Regions from separate parts of the Hordeum vulgare genome. Here region 1 is linked to region 2. A link is a contact called in public Hi-C data. All regions are on one chromosome and are shown on one strand. Each heading gives the region's core, a stretch centred on a gene start, on an enhancer-like site or on the middle of the called end of the contact. The rest is flanking DNA. Distances are from core to core; before and after follow the strand shown.

Region 1 (3,604 bases), core at 684-3,183, 750 kb after region 2:
TGTCCATGACCATGGCAGCGAACCAGTTGGCCATGTCGACATCGCCCCAATTGAACAATGTCACCCGAGCACTCCAGCCCTTGTTGAAGTCTGATGAGACATGCCAATTGATGCTCACACCACAGAAATCACCGCAAGGCATTGGCCTAGGCACATTGTAGTGCTTCAATTGAGCCCATGCCTGCGCCTTCTGTGTACGGTTGTCGAACGGGACAAGCAGCGCCTCCGGTGGCAAGAGCATGGATGGGGCAGTCGTGCTGCAGGTAGGACCCCGGCGGTTCGAGGGGCAACCGCATGCACACGTGTTGCAGGGAATGACTGAGTCGTTGTAGTGAGCCGAGAAGGTGACACAGCACTTGGGCTTGGCCCCCTTGGCCGTGGTAATGTTGCACACCACCTGCCATGTCGCAACCGCCAGCGTTGTAGAGTCGAGCCCGCTGGGATCAGGGAACCCGGTGGGGCTGACAGGCACTGGCTGGCCACAGGCATAGTCTGGGTTCAGCGACGAGCCGCCAGAGATCTTGAAATTGGCCGGTGGGAAGAGCATGGTCCGGTTGGTATCCGGTGGCATCTTGAACACCTGCATTTGGAAGGCCGATTTTGACTGAGCCGCGTCCATGGACTTGGGCAGGATGGTGCCATTCCTGCAGCAATGCTCGATCTTCCCCATCTGGGTGTCATTGTACCGGGACAGCGGCAGGTCAAGGATGACGGGCTTCTTCTGGCAGTTGAGCACCTGGGAGAAATCCAGGCTCTGATAGTACTGGCCTGGTGCGCCATAGATGCAGTTACTGACGTCCACCGCCAAGGGGTGTGCGCCCTTCATCGAGTAAATGAACTCGCCGCGCCGCCACTCCCACGACAGCCGCCAGTTGTCGAGGCGGCCGAGCTTGGCGTTGTTCTCGAGCGTGACGAGCGCCAGGTAGCTGGTGGGGTATGCCTGGACGACGTCGTAGGTGATGACGAGGTCGCCGGTGCCGCGCGGGAGGAAGCTCTTGGTGGGGTCTGTGGAGTTGGCGTCGATGACCGTGACGTTGGCCTCGGCCTCGGGTGTGAGGAGGCAGCAGGTGGTGAACATGGTGGCGGTGACATTGGTCGCCGCCGGGCACTTGTAGTCCGGGTCGTCGAGCGACAAGGCGGTGGGCAGCGGATCCGGCACGAGGCCGAGAGGGCCGGCGAAGAGCGTGCCGACCAATCCGACCGAGGCCTGGATCTGCGTCATGTCCCCGGCGGTGGCAATTGGCGTGAGCAGGTCCGTCTGCGGGTAACCGGAGAAAGAGGTGGCGTTGCCGGCGGCTTCGGTGGTGTTGTAGGGCAGCTCTGCCCCGCCGGTGAGCACGGCGCCGCCGACGCCGACGAGGATCTCGTCGTGGCCGAAGGTGACGAGCATCGCCCAGGAGCGGAGCGGGCGGGTGCCGCCGTTGAGCACGGAGGCGTTGGCCTTGAAGGAGTAAGGCTGCTTGTTCCTGTCGCTGACGAAGGGGCGGATCTTCTCGCGGCTCTGGAGGATGTAGGTGAGCTGGATGCCGTTGCAGCCGGGGTCGGGCGCGGGCGCCACCGCCGCCGCGGGAGCCCTCGGCGTCTGCTGGGCGGCCGCGAGCCCCGCGAGCAGCAGGATGGCCCCGATGACCACGGCCTGGGCGGCAATCGAGCCGACCATGGCTGGATCGGCAAGGGAGGAGGCGATTTGGGGGGAGCGAGGGAGGGCGGGGCGAGGCAGCAGATAGATGAGGCGATTGGAAAGCGCGTGGCACAGCTGGGGAAGACGAGGGGGGTGGTGGGTTTGAACTGGCGGGGCGGCGTGCGTGCGACCGCGGCTTGCTTTGCTGCTTCCTCGCTCCCTCCGTGTCCGCGTTGTTTTATTTTCCGAGTTTCGGGAAGGCAGGCAGAGATGGACGGGGTTTTCTCGGTTTGAACAAAAGGGCGTGGAAAGCGACGCCGGCCGGAGAGGAGGCGAGGTCGGGGAGAGGGGAGGAGCGTGCCCCGATGATTGATTGACGGGCGGGCTTCGGGGTCAAGGAAGCGCGGGCCCGGCCCGGACACAGATGGTAGTAGAGTACTTGTGACGTGCTGACGCGCGGCGGCGGAGACTGTGCCAACGGTAGGGTTTCCACCGGCGTCGCGCGCGTGCTGGCCGTCCGATTCTAGCGTGCGCCGGAATGGATGGCTCGTGTTCTGTCGTTTCGTTTTGTGCGGCGGGGTGGGATGGGGCCCGGCCATGTGTGTCTCTCATGTGAGCTTTGCGAAGGTCCGTCGAAACCAGAGCCGACCAGGGATTCAGGGGATCCCAGGATGCTTGTGGGCCTTTCAGCGCTTCATGCATGGCAACTGGAAAAATGCAGGTAGGAAAATAGTTTTTTTTTTCTTGACACAAGGTAGCAAATCAGTTGATTGATTTCAACATACGGATCGTCGCAACACGTTTGCATGGTTTGATGATGAAACCTTTTTGTGAGACAAGTTTTGAAATATTTTGAATACATTTGCTATTTCAAATCTACATGAGAAATAACTATCTCACATCTAAATTCGTAGTCAACTTGCTCCAACCCCTATTTAGTTCCACGTCCAACCTCAACATGTAAATTCAGCCGACTCAGTTACATGTCAAGTCAAACATCCAACTCATGCCTGATATAGTTGCTTGTCCACACTGGACATGCAACTCGTTCCCAACTCAGTACCCTTATACAGTTGTACTCCCTTGTAAACTAATATAAAGTATTTAGAACACTAAATGTTTTTATATTAATTTACAGAGGGAGTGCCATTTTTTGCAAATACATTTCCACTTTGTAATGCACACTATATTTTTTTTAAGATACATGGTGAACATTTTTAACACACATTAACCTTTTTTAAATGCATGACGGAATTTTTTTCAAATATAGGCCCGAGCATTTTTTTTTAGAAACATGGTAAATATTTTACAAATTCCAACTGCTCATTTTTCTTAATGGTATGATTTTTTTTTAAGTTATGCGAACATTTTCTTTACATTGCATAAAAACAATTCTAGAAAATGTCATGATTTTTCTCAAATGTGTGAAGTTTCTTTAAAAAAATTATCACAAACATTTCTTTGAATGTGAAGATTTTTCCCATTGTATGGTGCATTTATTAAAACATCATAAACATCCATTTGAAAAGCAGGAACATTCTTAAAATTTCAACATCTTTTAAATGGTGACGAAAAATGTTTTTATTGGAAAAATATTATTATTATAAATCCTGAATAAATTTATTGGTGTTTTGTATAAAATAATTGGAATTTACAAAAGTGTCCATACTCTAAAAATAGTTTGGGGATTTTCAAAAATTCTCCATGCTTTCAAAATTTGTTCAAGAATAAATGTTTAGAATACCAAATTTTGTTCTTATACTTTTTAAAAATGGTAAAGTTTATTCACATTCTAATATGCTTTTCAAAATTTTAAAATTGTTTGTGTTTTCAAAAGTACGTAAAAAAGGTTTCATTTCTTTTCAAACATGACTTCTAATTTGGATGTTGTGCTAGGCTTTTACAAATTTTTCGTTTCCCTAATGTCAACATCAACTATGGGTTGTAGTGGTAGCAACTATCATTTTCCGAGTACGAGTTCCC
Region 2 (3,449 bases), core at 858-3,357:
GATTAAAAGATGATTCTTATCCACCCCCACCTCATCCATCAGTTGATGAACCCACACACCGTAACAGCGGGCACCAGCTCGAGCACAAGCAGAGAGGACTGAAGAGAATGAAAAACCGTCAGGCACAAGGCCTGAATTGACCAACCTGCTGAAAAGATTCATTGCATCTTTCAGATGGGAGGTCCTTACTGCACCTGCAATCATTGAATTCCATGAGACCAGGTCCTTGACAGGCATCCTCTTGAAAATCTGATATGCCTTGTCTAGCTGTCCTTCCTTCAGGAATCCCATAAGCATCAAATTACCATGGAAAGGATCAGTACTCCACTCAAGCATTGGCCAATACAGCTCACATGCTTCCATCATGCGATCATGATCAATATACAACCTCAAAAGTGGAGCTATTATATCTTGGTTACGTAACAACCCAACTTTAGTGAGATGTGAGTGAATTTGCATGGTAGCATAGATGTCTGAACATTTTGAACAAGCTCTGAGGAGGAGAACATATGTTCTGTAATCAGGGCAAAATGTGGTAAAATGGCGCATAGTGCTATAGTCCATCAGTAACTTTTGTGGGGAGCCTTTCTCCAAAGACGCTCGAAGGATGGAATTGGCATATGGAAAGATGAGTCTCATGGGATGTTTCTTCAAACAGCTTGTGTAGGACATAGTGCAAATGGGCTGCTGAAGTGATTTCCTAGAATGCAGGCACAAAATTTATATTTTCTGAAGCTTGTAGTTCATTAACACCGGGCAGCTAGCAGCCTATTAATATAAAATATTCAGCAGCCTGATGTACAAATAATGTTAACTAAGATAATTATCCAAAATGAAAGTTGTGCTTATAGCTACCGAAATGAAAAATTAAGATCACCATTGATTCTTTACTTCTTGTGCGTGAAATTACCAATGCTAGTGCATAGTAAGTATGCTAAATATATTGCACATTTACACCGGTATGGCCAAATGTGCTTCATTACAAAAATACATCTACTAGCGAATCTCATGGTAAAAATTCTACATGATACTACCATGTATGTAAAACACTATCAAGCTCCCATTATACAGTACAATCTAAGATAATCCCAACAGCCAACAACAATGCTTGATAACCGAAATGCTTTAGGCTTTGATCCCTGAAATCCTTCCTACATTCACGTGCAGCTTGCGGTTCTATGACAACACCATTACCAAACAAACTAAAGGAAATCCAAGAACCAGCACAGGACATATTAAGGTCCATCGTCATTGCTATGGATATTGATAACCTCATTGTGCATCACTATGATGCAGAGGCCGGGGCTATCCCCTTTTCAAAACAAAAAAATGTTTTAGACTTTTAGTTTTTCTGTACAACTTTGCAAATGGAAATATTGTCCCGTTCTTAATAACAGATGCCAGGATATACATTTATACCAAAAGTACTAACTACTGGATAACAGCATGTACTGGAAACTCCACAGCTACGGGTAAGCGTGGCAACCGTAAATTCGTCCACGGCGACACTTCCTTCCATGGGCCTTCAAAACTAGGAAAAGAAACCTGATAATTCATCTACTCAAGAGGAACAGACCCGCGCCACCAAAGCCCCCAAACAGTATAAGACGGACCATGGTGCATCAACACGGCAACGGAAACGCCTAAAAGCTCAAGCACACTGTTTCAACAAGGCTCAACACCACCCACGGCAACGCAGCCGCACTGCTCGACGAAATGCCTCACCAGGAAACGAACCAAAACAGCGAATCAATGAGCACGGAGAACGAAGGGGAGGTACCTGAGCATCCGGCCGGCTGACCAAGATCCAATGGGATGGCGAAAGAGCGCCGCGGCTGGTAAAATTGGGAACAAGAAGGAAGGGAAAGCAAGCAAGCAGGCGAGCACGAAAGGTATATGCCTTGCGGAGATGCGAAGGCTTGTCGGCGTGCGGGCGGGAGAGGCGTGTGCGGCGTGGATGGGAGGAGCGGTGGAGGTGACGGGAGAGAGTGGAGCTTCGGGACAACCGGAGGGCGGGACGGAGAGGGCGCCCGGTGTTGGCGGATCAACCGCACCTCAGGCGTGGGAACGTGGGGTGGGGGGGGGGGGGGTGAGAGTGGCGCTCCGGCAAATGGCCACTCTGCGGCGTGGGGTGGGAGCATAGGTGGCCAACGGGCTAGCATGGGTCCGGCGCGTGACTAAATGGGCCTAGCCCAGCACAGCCCGCAGCAGCCTATTTATAAGCGGGCCATGCCATGCCGGCACATGGGCCTCACCTCAGCAGGAGGGTGTGTTGCTGAAAAGCCCACAAAGGAGGAACTTTCCGTCACACGAGATCGAGGATGGTGGATAAGAGTGGAGTAGCATAGGTAGCAAAGACATGAACAATGATGTTATTTTAGAAGTGGCATGTAGGATAAATGTGTTAGGGAACGTCGCATGGGAAACAAAAAATTTCCTACGCGCACGGAGACCTATCATGGTGATGTCCATCTACGTGAGGGGATGAGTGATCTACGTACCCTTGTAGATCGTACAGCAGAAGCGTTAGTGAACGTGGTTGATGTAGTGGAACGTCCTCACGTCCCTCGATCCGCCCCGCGAACAATCCCGCGATCAGTCCCACGATCTAGTACCGAACGGACGGCACCTCCGCGTTCAACATACGTACAGCTCGACGATGATCTCGGCCTTCTTGATCCAGCAAGAGAGACGGAGAGGTAGAAGAGTTCTCCGGCAGCGTGACGGCGCTCCGGAGGTTGGTGATGACCTTGTCTCAGCAGGGCTCCGCCCGAGCTCCGCAGAAACGCGATCTAGAGGAAAAACCGTGGAGGTATGTGGTCGGGCTGCCGTGGAAAAGTCGTTTCAATTCAGCCCTAAAACCTCCGTATATATAGGTGGGAGGGAGGGGACCTTGCCTTGGGGGTCGGCCGAGTCCAAGGGGGGAGGACTCCCCCCCCCCCAAACCGAGTTGGACTTGGTTTGGTGGGAGGGAGTCCCCCTTCCTTCCCACCTCCTCCCCTTTTTTTTTCTTTTCTCTTGATTTTCTCTTCTTGGCGCATAGAGCCCTTTCGGGCTGTCCCACCAGCCCACTAAGGGCTGGTGTGCCACCCTCAAGGCCTATGGGCTTCCCCGGGGTGGGTTGCCCCCCCCCCCCCCGGTGAACTCCCGGAACCCATTCGTCATTCCCGGTACATTTCCGGTAACTCCGAAAACCTTCCGGTAATCAAATGAGGTCATCCTATATATCAATCTTCGTTTCGGACCATTCCGGAAACCCTCGTGACGTCCGTGATCTCATCCGGGACTCCGAACAACATTCGGTAACCAACCATATAACTCAAATACGCATAAAACAACGTCGAACCTTAAGTGTGCAGACCCTGCGGGTTCGAGAACTATGTAGACATGACCCGAGAGACTCCTCGGTCAATATCCAATAGCGGGACCTGGATGCCCATATTGGATCC

The links. Hi-C and Micro-C count contacts between places; a contact is called where the count stands out from the background.
Region 1: a Hi-C map of seedling shows a contact between it and region 2, with 4 times the contacts expected there. The contact joins the promoter of LOC123448855 here to the promoter of LOC123448853 in region 2. A contact is called at or near these places in 1 of 6 Hi-C or Micro-C datasets (seedling) and 1 of 1 datasets of contacts at active chromatin or transcription factors (embryo).

What each region holds. Positions count from the first base shown.
Region 1 is chr4H:438,451,103-438,454,706 of MorexV3_pseudomolecules_assembly, forward strand. It overlaps LOC123448855 (COBRA-like protein 7), which reads right to left and starts at 1,934. Exons shown (of 1, transcript XM_045125883.1): 1 at 1-1,934. The coding sequence starts at 1,660.
Region 2 is chr4H:437,696,675-437,700,123 of MorexV3_pseudomolecules_assembly, forward strand. It overlaps LOC123448853 (exonuclease DPD1, chloroplastic/mitochondrial-like), which reads right to left and starts at 2,108. Exons shown (of 4, transcript XM_045125880.1): 1 at 1,781-2,108.